Linked DNA regions of Mus musculus: region 1 is linked to region 2. A link is a contact called in public HiChIP or PLAC-seq data. All regions are on one chromosome and are shown on one strand. The core of a region is the stretch at or near the end of the contact, and the rest is flanking DNA. Distances in the headings are between cores, read along the strand shown.

Region 1 (4,615 bases), core at 1,266-3,765, 530 kb after region 2:
CAGGCCCCTTGGGATGCAGTCAGATCTGGTCCATCCTTGCCCCTTGACTACAGAGCTGGTTTAAGCCTTGCCACCTGTCTGCCCACTCCTCGTTCCTGGCTCCACTACCAGCCCAGGGCAGGAGGTTTGGAGGGTGTTCCTGACTCAGGCTTACTTCTGGGATGTTGAGGGGGCTGGAAATGAGCATCATCCCTGAGTAACTCTATATTCAGAGTATATCCACATATAGAACAACAGAACAGTCCACTCTGTTCACATCTCATCTAGTAAGCCTGTTGCTCTCAGTCCCAAGAGAAGTCTCAGGGCCTCAGCACCACCTGGTGAGCTCACCCAAAGTGCCTGAGTCAGCAGGTCTGGGTGGATGCTGACGCTTGCTCTCCTGACATGCTCTCAGGCGTTGCTGCTGGTGAGGGAGGGCCACAGACTCCACCTTAAAAATTCTCGCTTTCAGCAGTGCCCTGTCCTCACTGGGTGAGCTGGTTCATGGAATGAAAAGTAGAGAGCTCCCCAGCGAGAAGAATGGGTGTGAGTTCTGCCTCAGCCAGTGACTGTGCAGACTTGTCGACACCCTGCATCTCTCACCTGCAAGCTGAAGGCAGTGCTTGCAGTAAGCAACTGGGAAGAAAGCACCTGCAGGGTGCTCAGCCACAGGTGCTAAATGATGGTGGCCCAGAGCCCCGTCCCTACCAATGAATGCACATTCTCACTGTGCCAGCTTTGCTTGGCTTGTTGTTTGGTGTTCGCTAATACTACCTGTTCCACCTGTCTGTCCATCTTCTCAGTGCCCCACCTTTGCCCAAAATACCTAGTTTTGCTTTGTTTCTGAAAGAGAGGGAGGCAGGAGGAACCCAGGCAGGAAGTAAGACCACCTAGGGGTCCAGTTCTGGCAGCTTTCATCCACCCCACCTGGCCGCTGTCTACCAGCCCAGCTCGTTCTAACCTTTGTGTGTGTCTCTACCCAGGGAGATAGGCTGGGAGCCAGCCTATGGAGCAGCAGTCTGAGAAGTGGGCGAGTGTGAGAGGGGACATCTCTGGAGTGTTGAAGACTGACAGTTCATGTGTGTCGACTGCAGGTGCATTTTCTTTGTGGATGTACATGTGTCTATTCCCATTTGCTTATGTGCAGAGTTGTGTACGAATATGTTTGTGCAGGCGGCCAGGGCTCAACCACAGGTGTCATTCCACAGAGCCATCGGCCTTGTTTGGGTTTTGCCTTGAGACAGGGTCACTGAAATAGAGCTAGCCCTTTTGGTTAGGCTGCTCTGGCCTAGCCAGTGAGCTCTCAAGATCCACCTGTCTCCCCAACCCACCAACCCAATGCTGGGGTCACAGGCACTTGCAGCCATACCCAGAGATGTACATGGGGGCCAGGTCCCTCTACTTACAAAGTACTCTTTCCTACTAAGCTGTCTGTCTAGCTTTCCACCTTTCCTTTTCTCCTTCTTTCTTTCTTTCTTTCTTTCTTTCTTTCTTTCTTTCTTTTCTTTTCTTTTCTTTTTCTTTTTCTTTTTTTTCTTTTTTTTTTTTTGAGACTGGCTCTCTTACTGGCCTGAGGCTTGCCCATTTGGCAAGGCTGGCTGGCCATAGAGCCCAAGGGATCTGCCTGTCTAGGCCGTTCCAGTGTTGAGATTACAAGCCGCCATGCCTGACTTTTTTTTTTTAAATTACATTTTAATTAGTACATAACAGTGTGTGTGGATATGGGTGTGTTTATATGCATGTGGAAATGCATGTACCATTGTGTGCATGTCAAGATCAGAGGACAACTTCCAGGAGTTGTCTCTCCTTTCCCTATGTGAGTTTCAGGACTTGAACGGCAGCCATCAGGCTCTGCTCCGTGCCAAGTGCTTTTACTCGCTGAGCCATCTTGCCCGCCCACCTCTGGGGGTGTGGGGACATCTGGGTCTAGAACTCAGGTCCTTATATTTGTTTGGCAGATGCTTGGCTGAGCCAACTTCCCAATCCCAGATATATTTTTTCTTCTCATCTTACTGATGAGGACATTTAGGTTAAGTGACTGGCAAGGTCACATAACAGACCTGAGAATCGGGGCCCCGGACTAGATCTCTCCAGGCTCAAGCTTCCTCCACACTCTGCTTCCAAAGGGGAACCAACCTCTGGGTAGTGGCTCTGTTCCTGCCACTAGCCCCTCCATTGCCTCCCCACTCTTCCTGTCCCATTCTTTTGTACTCTCACCTGTACAAACTGCTCCAGGGCCTGCTGGTCTAGGCAGGTGTAGTTCTCTAAGAAGCGTAGCTTTTCCAGCTGGAACTGGTCCCTGGATTGAGCCTCTGCCTGCTTCTCCAGCAGCTGGAAGATGGTGGCCCCAAGCAGTAGGTAGCAGATATAGGCCAGAAGCAGGGGCAATACTTGGCCACCCCAGCAGCCGCAGACCCCAGCACGGGGCATGATGTGGCCAGGACTCTGCAGCAGCTGTCAGGGTGGCTGTGAAAGAGTTGGAAGAGGTGAGAGCCCCTGCCACTGCCTGCCCTGTCCTCCACCGCACAGGTGTCTGCGGCAGGGGAGTCTGTTTGAACAGTGTGGTGTGCAAACAGGCCTGCCATCCCCCACCCAGCCTTGTTTTTCCATGCAGAGCAGCAAGGCAGCAAATGCTTGGGCCCCTCAGGGACACCTATGAGCTCTTCCTGAGCTCATCTGGTCTTAGCTTCTGCTCCCAAGTGAGGCTGAGTGTCTGGGAGAGAATCTGATCAGGAGCCCACTCTGCTGGGACTGAAGGGATCTTGACAACTTCAGATTCCTCACTTGGGAAGGCTCTCGGCTCAAACACAGGAGGCTGGGAGGGAAGGCTCACGAGGGTGTGGGTTGCCCTTGCTTACAGAAGGGAATGGGGAGGATTGACCTGCCTATTGGGGGAACCTGGGACTGAGTAAACCAGAGTAAAACAAATCAAAGCAAAGTAAACAGGCAGATGACAGCCTTGCTTAGCAGCATTATCAATTGGTGCTACTGATACATGGACAGCCCTGGTTACCACCAGCTATCACTTTGGCCAATGGTTGGTCTTGTTTGAGACCCTTGAACAGGTTGTCTGAGGATGCTGAGCTCAGGAGATGAAAGTGGGGAGAAGACAGAACCGGACATGAGCCTCCACCCATATATTACTGTTGGTGACTCCTTTTTTTCCACAGGAGGACCCATAGTGCCTCGATTGATCTTTGGTAGATGCGACTACTTTACTGACATTATACAATAATTCACCTAACATACTGTGCATGTGTGCAGTTACTGATTTATTTTTTTCTTTTTAGTTGTTAGCTTAACCTTCAACAGCTGACCCGTCTCTCCAGATTTATCTATCTAGCTATCTATCTATCATCTATCTTCCTGTCTGCCTGCCTGCCTGCCTGTCTTGTTTTGGTTTTAAGACAAAGACTCAATGTAGCCCTGGCTGGGCTAGAGCACGGTATGTAGACCAGGCTGGCTTTAAATCCACACAGATCCACTATCTTCTGAGTGCCAGGATTAAAGTCATGTGACACCATGACCAGCTATCCCATTTTATTTATTTAAAAATATTTATTTAGCTTTATTTTGTGTGTATGGGTGTTTTGCCTGCATGTATGTCTGTGCAGCATGTGCAGGCCAGAAGAGGGTATCAGATCCCTTGGAACCTGAGCTGCAGGTGGTTGGGTGCTGGGAATGGAGCCTGAGTCTTCTAGAAGAGCAGATAGTGTGTGCTCTTAACCACTGAGCCATCTCCTCAGGCTTACTGTTTATTTCTTAATATTTATTTTTATATATGTGTGTGTTTGTGGGTGTGGATGCATGCATGTGTGGGTGGGTACCCATAGAGTCCAAGAGGGCGCCAAATGTCCTGAAGCTAGAATTACAGGCAGCTATGAGCTAACAAATGTGGGTACTGAAGTTTTAACACTGAAACACCTCTTCAGCCCACCCCCTATCTTCCTTTGAGACAAGATCTCATGGAGCTCAGGATGACCTCAAACTTGGCATCTAGCGGAGACTGACCTTGAGCTAATGCTCCTCTTGTTCTCCACATCCTTGGGGATGGGATTACATGTGTGCACTCCATGCTTGGTTTATAGGATGCTGGGGTCTAACCTAGGGCTTGATGAGCGCTAGGCAAGCATCCTACCAACTGAGCCACATCCCTAGCCTGTGTGTTTGGTGCCTGAGGCACTTAGCACAATCTTGTTTGCACATCCTTTTTTGTTTGTTTGTTTGTTTGTTTTGGTTTTTTGAGACAGGGTTTCTCTGTATAGCCCTGGCTGTCCTGGAACTCACTTTATAGACCAGGCTGGCCTCGAACTCAGAAATCCACCTGCCTCTGCCTCCCGAGTGCTGGGATTAAAGGCGTGCGCCACAACATCCGGCTTGTTCACATCTTGTTTGTGAGGCTCCCGACTTGGATGCTGGGCACTAACCCTTATTTCCTCTGGTAGAACAGGAAGTACTCTTAACTGCTGAGCCATCTCCCCAGATGTATCTATTTATATTTATACATAAATAAATTTTATTGCTAAAAACAAAACATCTTGAAAAGTAGAAACCTTCTGGCTCAGTGGTTTTCATAGGACCTGGGTTGAGTTCCCAGCACTGCTGCGGCAGCTCACCACCCTCTGCAGCTGTAGTC
Region 2 (5,007 bases), core at 1,975-4,474:
ACCCTGACCTCCAGCCTGGCTTTTGACAGTCCTTCCCCTTACATATGTGTTTCTCAAGTACAGGCAAGAAGCTGGAGGCTCAGCTGCCTGAGGGAGCTGTAGGGAAGGGATTCTTTTCTTTCTTTTTAACAATTTATTTACTTTTTATTTCTTTTTACATGCATTGGTGTTTGGTCTACATGTATGTCTGTGTGAGATACCAGATCCTGGAGTTACAGACACTGTTGATCTGCCATGTAGGTATTGGAAATTGAACCTGGGTCCTCTGGAAGAGCAGTAAGTGCTCTTAACCACTGAGCCATCTCTCCAGTCCAAAAGCAGGGATTCTTAAACTTTTCCTCTTACAACCCTTTTCATTTGAGAAATTTTTACATGAATCTGGACATACAGGTATATAAAATAGTCATACACATCAACTATTTACTGATAATGAATCATAATTCATTTTAAAGTAATGCTTTGGTATTTTCATCATTTATTAAAGAAAAACAAATTTGCATGCTAATGAAATATGCTTATTTATTTATACGTAAAAAATTAAATCTTAGGTAAATATTTAATATTGTGGGACAGTATTTTTCATTATTTCTACATTTTAGAATTGATTGATTTTGACTTTATAATTCTAAGAATAAATAAATACTTAGCAGACAGTGACAAAGGTATATTGACAGCAATTTCAGAAATTGTTGGAAATTCATTACGTGTTTGTTCTTAGGAAAGTTAAGTCAGCAATTCAAAGAGCAATTTTTGAAGCCAAACATTTCAACATAATGAAACCCAGAGCTGTATGGATTTGACATTTACATGCTGAGAGGCATAATGGTCAGATAACACTGGAAGTCTTTGTCTTCTGAAGTGAGACGACTGTGTTGCTAGGAAAGCAGAGAACTATAGGAAAAGCTCTGTAGTTCAAAGCACACAACAGTCTTAGCTCTGAGCCCAGGCGCTTTGCTGGGTACTCCTTACTCTTGCCAGCACGACACATATCTTTTATTGTTGCTAAACACTGGGTGAGCGCCAGCTCAAGAAGTTTTGGTTTTAGATTTAAGAGCTGATGAGGCACGGAGCTGGGATGCCAGTGTAGGTGTCTGCTTCCAGCCTGCCAGTGTGATCTGCTACGGGTTTACCACCTGGGGTTCTGGTAGGGAAAAGACGCTGTTTCATAGTGTTTGTGGTTCTCATGATATAAATATCCCCACCATGGCTAGTCGCAAGCTGCCAACTTGATTGCACTGAACAAACTTGTTAAGAAATCTACCACATCTATTCTTTCTGGCATCAGTTGTCATCGTCAGCTCACCAAGATCGCCTTGTATGTACTAATGCCATCAAATACCCTGAGGAGCCTAGCACACTTGTTTTGTCACCTGACCCTCTGTTCTCCAGCAGTCATTCCCACAGAGGTCCATCCCAGAACAACCATTGGAGGAACCCAGCCAGGCACTACCCTGGAGGTTTACACGGTGTTTCTAACTCAACTTGCCCATAACCATTTCAAGGAGACACTACTGTTTTCCTTACTTCCTTAAAAATTAATTTAGAGGTCTGGAGAATTTAAATGGTTTGGTGAAGATCACACAGAATACAAGTGAAGTGTGTCTAGACTAAGGCTAGACCAGACTCTTGCACCTTGCAGGTGACCTTTAGAGAAGGCATTGAGAAGTTAATGAAGACTGGCAAGAAGCAGTTTTACACAAGTGCTATGGGACAGATGTTATTTTCCCTATATGATACCAAACGTTGGTTACCTGAACTGGTGATAGCAGACATTGTAAACATCAAGATATTGGCTGTGTTTACATTTTTTTAAATCTGAACTTTCCATGGGTGTGATGATGTACAACTTTAACCCCAGCACTTGGGAGGCAGAGTCAGGCAGATCTCAGAGTTTGAGGCCATCATGGTCTATAGAGTTCCAGGATAGTTAGGGCTACATAGAGAAACCCTATCTCATTAAAAGCCAAACCAAAATCAAAACCTAACCAAAACTCAAAATCAAACAAAATTTTAGACATTTTAATAAGGCAGTTCTGATGGAGAAACAGATGTCTAGAATTGAGTCCACAGTCTGCTACCAGAAGCTTCATCTCTGAAACAATGCCATTTTGAGTCTTTGGTCAAAAAAAAGATAACAATTTTTTTAAATTAATTAATTTTGAGACAAGGCTTCACTATGTAGCCCTGGCTGTCCTGGAATTCACTATGTAGACCACACTGACCTCAAACTCACAGAAATCCCTCTGCCTCTGCCTCCTCTGCCTCTGCCTCTGCCTCTGCCTCTGCCTCTGCCTCTGCCTCTGCCTCTGCCTCTGCCTCTGCCTCTGCCTCTGCCTCTGCCTCTGCCTCTGCCTCTGCCTCTGCCTCTGCCTCTGCCTCTGCCTCTGCCTCTGCCTCTGCCTCTGCCTCTGCCTCTGCCTCTGCCTCCTGACTGCTGGGATTAAAAGCATGCACCAGCATATCCAGCTTGTGATAATCAATTTTTGAAAAGTATTTTTAGATTTATTTATCTCATTTTATGTGTATATTTTGCCTGTATGTGCATACATGTGTGCCAGGGGCCTGTGGGAGCCCAGAAGGGGGAGTCTGGTTCACAGAAACTGGAGTTGGGGATGGTTCTAAAACCACAAGTGTTCTTCTCTGCTGAGCCACCTCCCCAGACCCTATAACTAATTTTTAAACAAAATTCATGGGCCTTAAAAGCATGTCTAGGAGCCAGGCAGTGGTGGCACATGCCTTTAATCCCAGCACTTGGGAGGCAGACAGATTTCTGAATTCGAGGCCAGCCTGATCTACAGAGTGAGTTCCAGGACTGCCAGGACTACACAGAGAAACCCTGTCTGGAAAAACCAAAAAAAAAAAAAAAAAAAGGAAGAAAGAAAAAGAAAAACAAACAAACAAACAAAAGTATGTCTAGGGGCTAGAGAGATAAGAAAAAGAAAGGAAAAGAGGGAGGGAGGGAGGGAGGGAGGGAGGGAGGGAGGGAGGGAGGGAGGGAGGGAGGGAGGGAGAGTGGCAAACAGGTGTGCTGGCCTGTGATTGAAATTCCAGTACTGAAAAGATAGACTCACTGGCAGCCAGCAAGGCTATGAACTCTAGGCCAGTGAGAGATCCTTTCCCAGGAGAGAGAGGTGGCAGGCAGGCACACATACAGTCACACACAGCCCCATACTTACCCCACACACTAAGAAAAGACAAGGAAGGAAAGGCATGCCTGTGGTCTACAATAGAGGTGTGGTGATGCATTCCTCTAGCCACAGAACTTGAGAGGCTAAAGATGGGAGATAAAGAGTTTGAGGCTAGCCCAGGCTATATAGCAAGACTTTGTTTGTTTGTTCAAAAACAAGGGTGGGGGAGTAAATGTGTCAACTAGTTGTTCCCACAGTGCTGAGAGGTCCTGAGTGGCTCATGAGCCTGGCACTCCTCCTGTCCCTCTGCAGTCTTTGCAGTTATTTCTCCTGTTTCTTTGGCTTTTTTATTTCTCCTGACTTTAAAGCTTCAACAGATGGACTAAACATCATTGCCCAGGCCCCTCTGAGGGTCCTCATCCAGCATGGGGTTGGGTGCGTTCAGAAACAGGCCCGAGGAAACCACAAGCAGGCTTAGGTTGAGAATTGCTGTGCACGAAATCAAATCCTCTTCATTCTGCTCTGACCAGAAAGAATGTTGAGAAAGAAGAGCCTGGCTCTGCTTCCCTGTGGATGTGATAAAGTCTGAGACTTGCAAAAAAGCTTAAGTAGTGCAACTTGTGTAAGAAGAATTCCTTGGGTGCACTTACTATAAACAAAGGGTCCTTGGCACGAACAGAGAACTGAACAGCTGCAGCTGCAAGAGATTTGCTTAGACAACCAAAACATTAAATACTCTTGGGGGAGAGAGGGGGAGGGGGAGGGGGGAGGGGGGAAGGGGAGAGGGAGAGAATGTCCATCTTCTTTCTACATCTCTGTAGCCCTTCTAGGACTAAGTGTGCCTATCTATGGCTGAAAGGAACACTAAGCATGACTGGATCTTCCCTTTATTTCTTTCAAGTTAAGTAAACACCAGGGTCTGAGGTTAAGTCACTAGACATAAATCAAATAAATAAAAAAGAGGACACTGGTGGGACTTGAGCTTCCCAGAGGATATTATACAAGCTAGTGGGAGTGACTGATGCAGTAAGAATTGCCTTTTAATGAGATTATTGTGGCTCCACATTGGAATCAGCTTACTTAATGTGGGAAAGCCTAGGGAAGCAACAACACAGCATCATGCATTTCTTGGTCGTCTTGCTCACCCTTATGGTACTGCAACTATCCAGACTCAGTTTCCTCAGGCATCACCATGAAGTCAACTAGACCTTGTTTCATGTCTCTGCAGAATTCAATTAATCATATGTTACTAAAATAACTGCTACATGCTCAAAGCATGAAATATGTAATTTCATCTTTTACAACAAATGTACAATTAACTGTGCTTATCTCTGCATAAAAGGAACTTTTAAAGCATGATGGCATTTTCCCTTTATTTCAAGTCAAGCAAACACAGAGGTCTAAGATTAAGATTACTAAACCATACTAGTAGATTTTACCCCAAATTTTACTAGTTTATACTAGAAGTACTATTGTTATTATTTTGGAACATGGAATTGTCAAATTATGACTTTTCAATTTCAAGAAAGTGTCTCCTGGGCCATCACGAACTCACTTTCATCCCACGCTGGACTCAAACTCTTAATTCTTGGGCCTCAGTTTCCCCAGTGCTGAAATTAAAGGCATGTGTCACCAATCTTCACAATCCGTTATCGTTTTTATTTTTAATAACAAGCATGTATCATCTCTGAAATAAAATCATCACTATGTCAAACATCTGGATGTAGAGGTAACGGTCTCAACATCAAATAATGACTAGTTGTTACAGTTAGAACAATACAAGTTAAAACTATAACATAATACTGTTTTGTGCCAACGATCCTGATTGCATGGCTGCAGGAGGATAAAGCAGCAACCACACCGAATGCTGGAGCAGACG

What was found. HiChIP or PLAC-seq counts read pairs in DNA pulled down with a chosen protein or histone mark.
Region 1: an H3K27ac HiChIP or PLAC-seq map of extraembryonic endoderm stem cells shows a contact between it and region 2, with 13 times the contacts expected there. The contact joins the promoter of Kcnk16 here to the enhancer-like site in region 2. A contact is called at or near these places in 12 of 39 promoter capture datasets (3T3-L1-derived adipocytes, HPC-7-derived erythroid cells, cranial neural crest and 7 more), 1 of 115 datasets of contacts at active chromatin or transcription factors (extraembryonic endoderm stem cells) and 2 of 9 other capture datasets (adipose tissue and embryonic stem cells).

What each region holds. Positions count from the first base shown.
Region 1 is chr14:20,266,754-20,271,368 of GRCm38.p6, forward strand. Kcnk16 (potassium channel, subfamily K, member 16) reads right to left here and starts at 2,516. Exons shown (of 5, transcript NM_029006.2): 1 at 2,197-2,516. The coding sequence starts at 2,409.
Region 2 is chr14:19,734,572-19,739,578 of GRCm38.p6, forward strand. All of the region lies in intron 3 of Gm29899 (a long non-coding RNA gene), which reads left to right. Among named protein-coding and RNA genes, the nearest start is that of Nid2, 14 kb to the right of the region's middle. Within about 2 kb of position 3,225, at least 60 of the 459 cell types and tissues checked have an H3K27ac peak or open chromatin away from gene starts, as enhancers often do. A contact at or near this core is called in extraembryonic endoderm stem cells, where this site is marked.